Linked DNA regions of Rattus norvegicus: all the other regions are linked to region 2. A link is a contact called in public Hi-C data. All regions are on one chromosome and are shown on one strand. The core of a region is the stretch at or near the end of the contact, and the rest is flanking DNA. Distances in the headings are between cores, read along the strand shown.

The links. Hi-C and Micro-C count contacts between places; a contact is called where the count stands out from the background.
Region 1: a contact with region 2 is called in a Hi-C map of frontal cortex, with 1.5 times the contacts expected there. The contact joins the enhancer-like site here to the promoter of Sgk1 in region 2. A contact is called at or near these places in 2 of 12 Hi-C or Micro-C datasets (Schwann cells and frontal cortex).
Region 3: a contact with region 2 is called in a Hi-C map of psoas muscle, with 4 times the contacts expected there. The contact joins the enhancer-like site here to the promoter of Sgk1 in region 2. A contact is called at or near these places in 2 of 12 Hi-C or Micro-C datasets (liver and psoas muscle).

What each region holds. Positions count from the first base shown.
Region 1 is chr1:25,280,357-25,284,511 of GRCr8, reverse strand. No RefSeq gene overlaps it. Among named protein-coding and RNA genes, the nearest start is that of 1700020N01Rikl, 68 kb to the right of the region's middle. Within about 2 kb of position 1,666, at least 10 of the 93 cell types and tissues checked have an H3K27ac peak or open chromatin away from gene starts, as enhancers often do.
Region 2 is chr1:24,802,472-24,806,444 of GRCr8, reverse strand. Sgk1 (serum/glucocorticoid regulated kinase 1) reads left to right here and starts at 1,614. Exons shown (of 12, transcript NM_019232.3): 1 at 1,614-1,749; 2 at 1,899-1,974; 3 at 2,360-2,435; 4 at 2,606-2,710; 5 at 2,810-2,893; 6 at 3,005-3,136; 7 at 3,407-3,519; 8 at 3,798-3,921. The coding sequence starts at 1,674.
Region 3 is chr1:25,077,589-25,082,013 of GRCr8, reverse strand. It overlaps 1700020N01Rikl (RIKEN cDNA 1700020N01 gene like), which reads left to right. Exons shown (of 8, transcript XR_010062835.1): 8 at 1-710. Among named protein-coding and RNA genes, the nearest start is that of 1700020N01Rikl, 130 kb to the left of the region's middle. Within about 2 kb of position 2,818, at least 10 of the 93 cell types and tissues checked have an H3K27ac peak or open chromatin away from gene starts, as enhancers often do.

The sequences.
Region 1 (4,155 bases), core at 417-2,916, 480 kb before region 2:
CAAAGGCCGAGTGGGACAGCTGGCCACATCGAAGTCAGTCATGGCTCTCTTTCTATAGATGGGAACGCATCCCCAAATTGCCTGGGTTTTAGTTTTAGAATGTCTATCTTTTCTGTACCCAAAGTGACTCCTTTCTTCAACCTGTATCCTGGCATCAGTCTTTCTTCCTGAGCTTAGAGTCTCAAGCAGAACTGGCATAAAGTTTTGTGGCCAGAAGACTTAAAACGCCTCATATGAAGTATCAACGGCATACATTAATTGTTTCAGTAGAGAAGACCAAACTTGGGATTCAATTTCCATTGTTATTTTCAAGCAGAGATATGAATAATTCTTACATATTTTAGAATACCACAGAAAATAACTTCTCACTTGATCCTCTAGCAGTTCTCTGCTGTAGTGCTCCATGCAGAGATTTTTTTACCGCTAAGTAAAAGTCACATACCTCAGAAAAGGCATAAAAAAATATTTATTGTTAGGCTGGGCACCCTGGAATCATGAGCTCTCTATGGAACCGTGAACTTTAAATGTAATCCGCAAAAAATCTTTGGCCAAACAACTGAAACAGAGCTTTATGTCCTCCAAGGCAAAATGATAAGTAATCTCTTTAGGCCGTGGGGCATTGGTGGAAGAGGAGAGCAACAGAATTATACTACCTAGAAGGTGTCTGTCAATGCATTGTAACAATGTCAGGCTGAGGCTGGTTAACAGGTGTAGTGGTTTGACTGAAAATGGCCCTCTTAGACTCATCTGTTTGAGGGCTTGGTCCCCAATTGGCAAAACTTTTTGGAAAGGATTAGGAGGTGTGGCGTTGTTGAAGAGGAGTTGTGTCACTGGAGGTGAGCTTTAGACTTCAAAAGCCCACACACCAGGTCCAGTCTCAATCAAACCCCCACCCCTGCTACCCCACTTCCTGTCTCTAGGTCAGGATGTAATCTCTCAGTTAATGCTCGAGCTCCATGCCTGCCTACCACCATGCTCGCTGACATTATGATGACTAATCCTCTGAAACTGTAAGCAAACCCCCAGTTAAATGTTTTTTTATAAGTTTCTACCTTGGTTATGGTGTCTGTTCACAGGATTTGAGGAGTAACTAAGACTGGGCAGTAGAATCAATCTGAAGACATTAACCAAAGCAATGTGCTTAAATAAACAAAACTAATTAGATCTATAAAATTGGAAACAAGGAAATGAAACAGTGACTATTTGAAAGTGATATGATCATATACAGAATTTAATCAATAAATGCTACCAAGAGACATGTATAATTAAATAAATTAAATTTTCTTTACGATATTTATTATTCCATTTTTAGAGAGAAAGAATTAAACACTCGGTAATAATGTAAGAGAAAAGTGTGCATGATGTGCCTAAATATGATGTAATTTTTCACCAAACAGTTTTAAAAGCATACAAACGGATAGATCTTATTTTTTGGACAGACAGTCCCATGTCACAAAGACACAACTTCTTTCTTAATCTTTACACATTTCACATGCTGAAATAAACTTGCGAAAATCACATGGACCAAGCAAAGCCAAAAGGAATGGAGAAAGAAAACTGGCTCTAGAGGAAGCAAAGCCAGCAGAGGCAGAGTGACTCGAGGCACTAAGCTTCCTTCCAGTGGGGCAGTGTGGAGCCTGGAAACAGCAAGGTTTCCAGGGACAGAATCAAGCTGCCTTCTTAAATGTGCTTGTTTCTGATGCAATTTAGCACAGTCTTTCTGAAGACACACTCTAAGAATATCCAGCTTACTTTAAAAAAAAAAAACTGCATGTACTCTCGTTTAGCATTTCTAATTTTAGGGGCTCATCAAAAAAGCATCCTCAGAAATATGCAAATCTGCACAGCTGTGTCTGTTATAACATTTCTTTAATAGTAAAAAAGAAACAGTCAAATGAAAGCATCCAACAGTAGGTAACAAAGTATCCCACAATAGGTAACAAAGTATCCAGCAGTAGGTAGGTTAACAGTTAAACACTAAAATAGCCAGGCCAGGAACATGACTGACAACGAAATTGCTCCTTAGAGATTTGCAGATAAATTTGCTAAAGGTTCTGAGGAATCTTGCAAGAACTTGTTTCCAGTATGTTCTTAGTTTCCCTCCAATGAATTCAACCACAGGAGTCTTATTATTTATGAGGAAACCAGGAAATGGAGGTGTGCCCTCAAGGCTAAACATTAGCCATTTTCTTTGTTCTGTGCTGTCATTCCCGACCCATGAGAACTAACCCCATGATAGTTATGTCCATCTCCGTCACTGCCCCTGGGCTGATAGCATCCCCATTAGATTGTGTGCTCTGACCTTCGTTTCCCCGAATATGAGACCTCTGCTGGCTGCTGACATCTGCTTCAAATATCACAGTTGTCTTTGCTTGTACAAGAAAAACAAAAAGTAGAAAAATATGAGCGATGACTAAAACTCTGAGTCCCATCTGCTTTTGATGTCACACTGTCCCTTAAGGCTGTTTGTCACTGAGAACAAGAACATTTTCAGCCTGTGATGTTGAGGGTCTCCTGCTCCCCACCTACTGGCCATCTGGGGAAGGCAGTGACAGAAGCCAATGAGATTATAACTCCCAGAGTTATAGGATTTGCTGTGATTAGAGGTCCTGGCATTAGAGTCTGAGGAGCTGTGACTTGTATTCATGTTTTATACACTGTCCAATGACCTTGCTGTGGAACTGAACCCAGGCGTGGGTGGGCGAGCCCAGGTGTTAATGTGCGCAATGTGAAGTTCAGTTTAAGTCTTGCAGCCTGTCTCAAACTCAAAAGCAGAGGGAAGAGATGGGGTGAAAGCTGACTTGTGATAAACTTGTCTGCTTCCTGATCACTTGGTATGAATATGTTATTGAACATTTTAAAAATCTTCATTGAGACTTAAATGGCTTCACTGAGTCTAACCTGGTCTTGCTATGACCAGGATTTCCACGCATCATATCTGTGTTTGCCCTTGGAGTAGTCCTTCCTTGATGTTGGAAGAATGGGCTACACTAGGGAAAAATCCAAAACCCCAGGATTAACGTGACAAGCAGGAAGGGTTTGACAATTAGGACCTGAGTAATCTGCTGAGTTTTCCTCCATTGTTTGAGCCCTGAAAGTCAGCCCAACCACTCACTTTCCCTAAAGCTTCAGAGAAACTGATCATCTTTAATTGACTATTGCTTTTTCTGAAAAACATGTTAAAAACTCTATTAAAAGTTTTCCAGGATGTGGTGCACAGATTACTGGTCTTATAAATGATGCATTTATATATTATTCAATTGAGGAAAGGTCCTGTACCAAAGAGCTCTTAAAGCTTGATTCACTGAATTCAGCTAAGAATGAATTCATTCGAGTTTCTTGTTTTTATTTCTGTTTCCCCCATTAATGAGGACATCTTACACATCAATTCTAAGACCCAAATAAGCTGAGGAATTAAAAATTAACAACATCTGTAAAGAGAGGGGAGTATCGAATTAGAAGTTGTATAAACAATTTGACAATTTCTGAGCTTTGTCATCTAACCCTGGTCTCTAGACACTGTCCAGCATTGTGATTAATGAGAACTGAGTCTAGGCTGTCCTAGAGCTTCAGTGTTCAAAGCTTCAGAAGTTCTTACTGCCTGTGAAACTGGTTCCAGTGAGGAGTAATTCACAGCCCTAGACCGCTGGCCACCTCTTGTCTCCTCCCAACAGATCTGGTAGCTCATTATTCCCGTCTTCCTGACCCCGTGTGTAGCTCTGTTTCAAGCACCTAACACAAGCATCCCCCTTGCTTCATCCGGAAGGATTTGTATGGTATTTAGATCTCATCGTCTCTTACTATATTATTTTCTTCATGGAAATTTAGCAGAGCTGATCATTGTGTGCCCTCAATGAAGATCTCCCTTTGCACCGGTGGTTCTCAATCGGTGGGTTGCAACCCCTTTAAGGTGTCAAATGACTCTTTCACAGGGGTTGCATATCAGATATCCTGCATATCTGATGTTTACATTACAATTCATTACAGTAGTGAAGTTACAATTTATGAAGTAATAACGAAATAATTTTTTTGGTTAGGGGTTACCCCAACATGAGAAACCATATTAAAGGGTCACAGTGTTAGGAAGTTTGAAAATCACTGACTTAGACTCTAGACATGCACCACTCTAAAGGAGTCCATCTTCCCTCAAACACG
Region 2 (3,973 bases), core at 365-2,864:
GTGTCAGTTCTAAAATGCTAGGCCTTTCGCATCAAGGGGTCATGGCAGGGCAGTTACCGCAGACAGCACTGCCAGCACCAGGTACTGGCCCAAGTAGCCGCCTTCCCGGCGCTGGCCCAGACCCGGTGCTCCAGGCTTCCTGGCCAGCGCTGGCGCGCGTCCCCACGTTGGCGGTGAAGCTGCAGCGACAGGCAACCCCCAGCGGCGGGGTTACTGCAAGACATTTCACTCCTGCCCAACTCAGGCTGCCTCCTGCGACTTCCCTCTGTCACCAGCTTTTTGAGACGAGTCTCTTACTAATATCTAAAGAGTTAACGGGCTTCAGTTATATGAACTTGCAAAAAACCAAGCAATAATATATAATTAAGTCTACCTGGATCAGCCATCAGGTAGCCCAAAGGAAAAACTGACGAGGTTTAAAACAATGCAATGCAATCTTGCAGATTTCTTTTGAGAGAGGGGCAGGCATCAGGGCAAGGGTATTGACTGCGCAAGGGTCACTCCAGGTCGGCCCCGGAGAAAAGCCCCTGCTCCCTCTTAACTTGCCACCTCCTCACGTGTTCTTGGCATGGCTAGGATTAAAATTTGCAAGGCTCAAAATTTATGCGGAAAGGACAGAATGTTCTCGGAGATTAGTTGGAAAAAAAAGTGAAATGAAGATTGTACTTTTTTTTTTCTTGTAGCGCAGAGACTTATTTCCGCCCCCTCCCCTACACATTCCTGACCCCCCCCCCCCCCCGCCCCGCTCTAGCCTTCCTTCCTCCTCTTCCAAGTTCTGGGATTTTTCAGTCTTGCTTGGTTTTGGCCAAAAGCACAAAAAAGGCGTTTTCGGAAGCGACTCGGCCGTGCACAAGGGCCATTTGTTTGTTTTGGGACTGGGGCAGGAAATCTTGCCGGCCTGAGTCACGGCGGCTCCTTCAAGGAAACGTCAGTGCTCGCCCGGTCGCTGTGGCCCGCTGAGCGCCCCTCGGTTCGCGGCCATGGGCGAGATGCAGGGCGCGCTGGCTCGGGCTCGGCTCGAGTCCCTGCTCCGGCCCCGCCACAAAAAGCGAGTGGAGGCGCAGAAAAGGAGCGAGTCCGTCCTGCTAAGCGGACTGGGTAAGTGCTGCCGCCCGGCTCGCCCGGACTCCGGGTCCGCGGAGATCAGGGCGGAGTACAGCGGGGGAACCTGGAGGCTGCGCGCTGGGCTGGGGACAGGGCACCGAGGAGGAGAGAGAGAGGGGGGAGAGGTGAGCGGTGAGCCGTGCATTGCGGTGTCCACTCGGGCAGCACGGGAGAGGAAATGGAAAATCACCGAGGCTCTCCACCCCTCCGGTTCCTTCCTCCGGCCCAGGCGGACGGAGGCAGAGTGCATCCCGGCAGGGTCCTGCTCGCGCAGCCTGTGGAAGCCTCGGTTCTGCCTGGGGCGACTGGCACGAATCGCTCAGGACACGGCAGCAACTCGCCCATCTTCCCGCAACTCGGTCTACAGCTTGCTGGGTGGCTGGGACCGGGCGGGCCGGCGGGCGGGGCCTTGTTGTGGGCGGGGCCCCGAGTGGCTTCCTGGTCCCGCCTGCCCCGCCCCCTGGAGGCTCAGGGCTTATAAAGTCGGTCGCAGAGCCGGAGCTCACTGTTGGCTAAGCCGGTCTCACTGCTCCTTTAGTCTCTTTGGACACTTTCCAAATATCGGGGCGATGACCGTCAAAACCGAGGCTGCTCGAAGTACCCTCACCTACTCCAGAATGAGGGGAATGGTAGCAATCCTCATCGGTGAGTGCTGGAAAAGCACCAGACTTGTGTAGGAGAGGCGCCGTGGAAATGATCCGGGGTTTTGAAGGTTCAGGATCAGATTAGCGTGTGGCGTCGGACGTTGCAGAACTGCCTAACCCCCTTCTTTTCTCTCTCTCTTTAAATTACAGCTTTCATGAAACAGAGAAGGATGGGCCTGAACGATTTTATTCAGAAGCTTGCCAACAACTCCTATGCATGCAAACAGTAAGTTTTGGGTTATTGGGGAAAATTGAAAGAATCGTTTAAATTTACTAGCAGCTAAAACTTGTTCACGGTGGCGAGGGGGTGGGGGAGCTGAAGTCTTTCCTCCATGGTAGATCTCTTCTGGTATTGAGCATTTTGCTTATTTAAAACATTTTAAACATTAGTAAGATTAATTCTTGAGAATGCTTAACCAAAATCCATGTCCCCTTAACAAACAAACCTTAATTTGCATTTAACTGGTTTGTTTTCCTTATGGGTTTTTGGAAGTAATTCATTCTGATGTTTTCAGTTTAAATACCGAACGGTTGAGTCAGAAATAGAACTTTTATGTATGTGTGCCCTCTGGTGGTGAATTAAGTTTCTAAAACAGCCCTTTAATCTCCAGCCCTGAAGTTCAATCCTATTTGAAAATCTCCCAACCTCAGGAGCCCGAACTTATGAACGCCAACCCCTCACCTCCTGTAAGTATATCTTGTCTGCTGGAGGAGAAATTATATGTAGTGGTCAGTCAAATGTTTAAGTACTGAGTCACTGTGAGGCTTTGAAAGGCGTATTTCATAAAGTATTTTATGTGTTAACAGTAAGGCTGTGTGCAGCTTATGTATTAAAGGATGACCGCCTTGTTTTCTAGCCAAGTCCCTCTCAACAAATCAACCTGGGTCCATCCTCAAATCCCCACGCCAAACCCTCTGACTTCCACTTCTTGAAAGTGATCGGAAAAGGCAGTTTTGGAAAGGTAAGTGCAACCCTGAAAACTTTGCAACTAGGCATGCATTCACTTTGATATTCTCCCCAAGGAGGATGGGAAAAATGACTGTCCTGGTTGACATTTCAGGTTCTTCTAGCAAGGCACAAGGCAGAAGAAGCATTCTATGCCGTCAAAGTTTTGCAGAAGAAAGCCATCTTGAAGAAGAAGGAGGTAAGGGTGACACCTGGTGGCAGGCCTGGTGAAGAACTTTTTTTACCCTGTGGTTTGCTACCCTGTTGAAATCTGAATTTGCCCCACTGAATCTCTTCTCTTCCTTCCTAGGAGAAGCATATTATGTCAGAGCGCAATGTTCTGTTGAAGAATGTGAAGCACCCTTTCCTGGTGGGCCTTCACTTCTCTTTCCAGACTGCTGACAAACTCTACTTCGTCCTAGACTACATTAATGGCGGAGAGGTAAGCTGATCATATAAACCTTGATTGGGGGGGGGGGGTCCAGGGGGAGGTGCTCCTGTTTGCCTTGCTTGGTTGGGTTTGAGACGAGCTTGTAAGATACTCAAAGGAGAGAAATTACGAGGATTAGCATTTCCATGAATTTACCAACTTACTCATAGTTAAGAAGTATCATTTCAGGCTGCTTCCCACAAGCTTTGCCTCCTGACTTCTATGTCAGGGCCTGATTAAAAGACCCTACTTACTCAGCCTCGGTTTCTTTGTTTCTTGCAGCTGTTCTACCATCTCCAGAGGGAGCGCTGCTTCCTGGAACCCCGTGCTCGCTTCTACGCAGCTGAAATAGCCAGTGCCTTGGGTTATCTGCACTCCCTAAACATCGTTTATCGGTGAGCCAAAGATTGGAATTGCCTTGCTGGGAAAGAGGGAGGTCAGCTTGAGCCCCTGGGGCTAAAATAATGAGTGATTATGTGCATATGTGTGGTTTGATTACTTCTGAAGCTTCCTTAGCTTGTGGGTTGTCTTGACTCCCAATGTTAACAAAGGCTCCTTTCTGTGATTGGCTATGGAACGGGAGTGGATTAACAATCTTAATACCCCTAGCAATCTTTACGGAGGATTTGTGATGAAGTCACATTAACCTGTGTAACCACCTTTCCCCCCACAGAGACTTAAAACCAGAGAATATTCTCCTAGACTCACAGGGACACATCGTCCTCACTGACTTTGGGCTCTGCAAGGAGAACATCGAGCACAATGGGACAACGTCCACCTTCTGTGGCACGCCTGAGGTAGGCCATCCTCCTGACTCATCTACCCACACCCTTCCAAGAGATAGGTGCG
Region 3 (4,425 bases), core at 1,569-4,068, 270 kb before region 2:
GATATTATCCTTGATTCTTAGACAGCAGGCTGAACATTCTCAGTCTGCTGCTCATAACTGTGTTAGAGAACAGAAAAGACTCCGGTTTAGGGACATAGCCGTGCAGGAAGCAAGTTGTAGCAGACAATGGAAACTATCTTGTAATCTCAGCTGTGAAAAGAACTCGAGTAATTAAGAAAACGTTTTGTTCCCCAAGGTCTGGCTCCCCTGTTTGTTCGCTGGAATGACTTGGCGTTTCTGGAGTTCACAACAGGCCAGAGACTGGTTCGTTAGCACTAATCTGATTAAGACTTGTGTTTCTTTGTTCTGTGTGTCCTCAGGTGGCAATTTTGGCTGAACATCTCACATTTTTGCCTTGTGCCTAGGTACAGAAACATAGCTTCGCCTGTGCGTTACGTAAGAAGGTCACAGATCTCAGGCCTCGGTCTGCAGTGCTGAGCGCTTTTCTTTCCAAACTACCTTCACATGTGAATTTTACTGACCCTCAGGCCATAGCACTGCAGAGCACTTAGGTACAAGCAGAGGCCGGCATTGTCCCAGAGAAACTGACAGGGGGACAAACCATTCCTTTTAAACTCCATAGAAAAGTTTTCCCAAGTGTATGTACAAAATTAGTGTATAAATTTAAATACTGCAAATTGAAATAATGTATTAAGATATGTGTATACAGTTAAATAGCTAGAAATAAATTTATGAAAACTTTCTCTAAATCTCTCTAGTAAATTGGTAAATAAATTTTCCTTCATCTATTTAGATATTTAGCAAGTTGTCTGAATAAATTAAGATTAATTTGTGACCTGGAGTCTGCTGTCAAGACAGATAGAAGCATGTTAGAAGGGCCACTTGTCAGAAAAAAGGAACTGCAATGTAAGCCACTAGTGTTAGAGAAATCACAGAACCATCTGGAAGAGGGTTTAAGTTAGATGTGAAATACAGGTAGGGCCCAGGAAAATGTTATATATTGAAAAGCAAGAGCTTTGTTCACAAATAGGTAGGAAAGATTGTTGGTGGGAAATGTCAGTGGGTACCATGACAACAGTCCCACTGAAGCATCCTATAGTAATAGATATATAAACATATGCCATGTACTATACCATAAACGTGTGCCATATAATAACATAAACGTACACCGTGTAATAACATAAACATATACTCTGTAATAACATAAACACATAATGTGCAATAAATCCACATAGACTTTCATATTCATTGAATCAAGTAGGAAGAAAAGCTATTTCTGCTATTACAATAATTAGAAAATTTGTTATTTCAAAAAATTAAACTGTCCTTTTTTGTATTCGTGTCATTCAGGTCACTGGGGAGTGAAAATGAAGTCAGGTGTTAGGGTGGTTCCGGATGGGACAGAAGTCCCGAGAGAGGTCAGGCTGCGGTTCTGGGTAGTTCCGTGTGCTCTTGGGTCTCAGCGGAGGTAGAGAGTCTCACTTTTCTCCCAGCCTGTCATCATCTGAACATGAAGTTCTTGGCTCCTGGAGCAGCAGACCGATTAACAGAAACTCATGTGACCCACGGGGGATTTTTAATTACAGTTGGTTTGGTAACATTTACACAGCTGAAGGTGTCTGGTTCGTTACGAACCCCCGAAGAACCTGAAGGTGTGCCAGACTCGCCTTCGGCCTGTGAAAGATAGGCAGGTCATCTGATCAAAATAGACATGATGACAAGCCCTCAGATCTATTTCATCTGGGGACAGTCTCCTCAGGTTCCGCAATGACACCAAAATAAACTGCTCTCAGTTGAGAGGAACCAATACATCCATGGTGTAAAAATCTACAGAAACATAGCTGCACAGCCTCCACTGTACCCGGACTCCGGTTTGCAACAGGGTGAAACAGAAAATCCTTCCTGATCTTAAGTCTCAAACCACCACAGACTGGGAGTGAGGATAAAAATCAACCCTTCCTAACGAGCAGGTTTCAGTCTGTGGTACTTAGCAGGCAACCCTAACGTTAACAAGCTTAGTTCCAGGAAGCGCCTTCTGGACCAAGAGATAAGACTGCTCTTCCCCCGCAAATCGCATTTTCTCAAATATTTCTTTTTCCAAAGCCGAGGTGTAAGCCTTCTAATAGAATTATGCAAATTCTGTCCTAAACTCTGAATGTTTTAAGAAGGAAAGATCACTTTGAAGCGTCACGAATATGCAGGCCTCACATTGCAAAAGGAAACTGGGGACTGCAGTCGGTGATGGAGACCGGGATGATAGCCCGGGCAGGACTTCCTGCATCTCTGAGGTTATTTTTGCACAAGCACCTCCTGCCTCTGAAGGTCAGTCTGAATAGAAACGCTGACTGGCCATTAGGGGATTATCTGCTTGGCAGAGCAGAGCCCAGCTCCAATGCTTCTTGCCCCTGATTTGAACTGGCTGCTGGAACGCCAACGTCCCGGCACAAGACCGGATGGTGGACCTGGACAGCCAAGCAGAACTTGTAGCCTAAAAACAGATATGGCTGCTTGGGAAATCATAGTCTGCGTTCCGGTTTTCCTTTCAAACGATGAGAGGCATTTTCTTTTAAGTGATCGGGAAAGATGGCGACAAAGACCGCGCCCAGTCTAATAAGTGCTCAGCATTGCAAACTGGGTTAAGATGCCTTTGAAAAATGTCCACACATGGAAGATAGGTCAGATATACTATGGAAAAGCACACAAATTGTTCTCACGCTTTGATTCTTGACCCTTTCACACGTGCATCAACAAAAGCATTCATTTTAAATAGTGTGTGCCGCAAAGCACTGTCAGATTGTGAACTCGCACCTAAGTGGTCAATGAAAGCTGTGATCTTATTGGACGAAGACTGGATAGCAACACCAATCAGAACATAGTTTCCTGTCAGAGCGTTCTTGAACTTGACAGACAGAACTAAAGCAGAGGTGTTCCCGGGTGTCCTATGAGCTGGGTTTCTTGTTGGTTTGTTTGCTTCTGTTTTGTTATGGTTTTTGCCTTTCTGGGTGAACAGTGTCTCTTTCTAAAGACAGTGGTTGTACAAAGTAGACTGGTCAGGGGGAGATGGGGTATGATGGGGCAGAGATGCTTGTCAAAGCTTTGTATCCCAGTTGACCTTGACAGTCACTAACTAAGCCTGACTTTTATTGCTGGCATTCTGTCCCTGAAAGACTTCAGGGAAAATACTCCTGTATATTAAATCTATCTCCCCCCCCCCCACCAGAAACCTCCCTGAAAGGCCCAGGTTCCTCCCTCTCAGCCTGTGCCCTCTCTCTCTTGGCACTGCCCTGTCATGTACCTTGGAAGCAGCCACTTGACCAGCAGCTGTGAGGAGTGCAGCTAGCCCTAAACTTGTTTGCTCCCATCCACCAATGCTATGTGCACGCTCAGCTAGCACGGCTGCCAAGAAGCTCAAGTTGGGAACACTAGCTGTCTCAAATATGTGATTCGGATTTCAAAACCGAGTCCTGTGCTCCTGGCACCCACAAGGTTCCCAGAAATTAGGGGCTTTACTGTCATTGTCTTTGCTGCAGGACAGTCTTTTGCAAGTTGCTTGTTACTTACCTGGCCTTAAAATCTGACATCTGGAGGTCATCAGAAAGGGTAGAGTTACTTTCCTGATTTATGTTTTTATTATTGGTCAGTTCCGATCAGAAGACACCTCTCCACAGCCTTGTACCACTTTTGCTCCTGGGAGTTGTCCAGTGTTATTCAGAGGGAGTAACATTGACACAACCAAAAATGGAACCCATTTCTACACTGATTGGGCATGGATGGTACTCTTGTATCAAATATTGCCCCGGTCATAGTTGGTAAGTAATTAACTGGCCTAGGTAAAGTTCAAACATAGCAAGTATCTTTTATTATTATTACTATTATTATTATTATTATTGGATTTTTTTATTTATACTTCAAATGTTATTCCCTTTCCCAGTTTCTGTCCATAAGCCACCTATCCCATCCTCCCTCCCCCTTCTTCTATGAGGGTGTTCCCCCTCCCCAACCAGCCCCCTCTTCCCGCTGCCCCACCCTGATATTCCCCTACTCGGGGTGTGGGGGAGATCCAGCCTTGGCAGGAACAAAGGCTTCTCCTCTCGTTGGTGCCCAACACGGCCATCCTCTGTTACATATGCAGCTGGAGCCATGGGTCTGTCCATGTGTAGTCTTTGGATGGTGGTTTAGTCCCTGGAAGCTCTGGTTGGCTGGTATTGCTGTTCTTATGGGGTCGCAAGTCCCTTCAGCTCCTTCAATCCTTTCTCTAACTCCTCCAATGAGGACCCCGTTCTCAGTTCATTGGTTGGCTACGAGCATTCACCTCTGCATTTGCCATACTCTGGCTGAGCCTCTCCGGAGACAGGAAGGAGATAGCAAGTATCTTACTTTAAGGAAGTATTTTACATGAAATTACAGAAAAAGGAATATGAAAAATCTAAACCAAACCCAGGACACACCTGGCAGATTAATTCT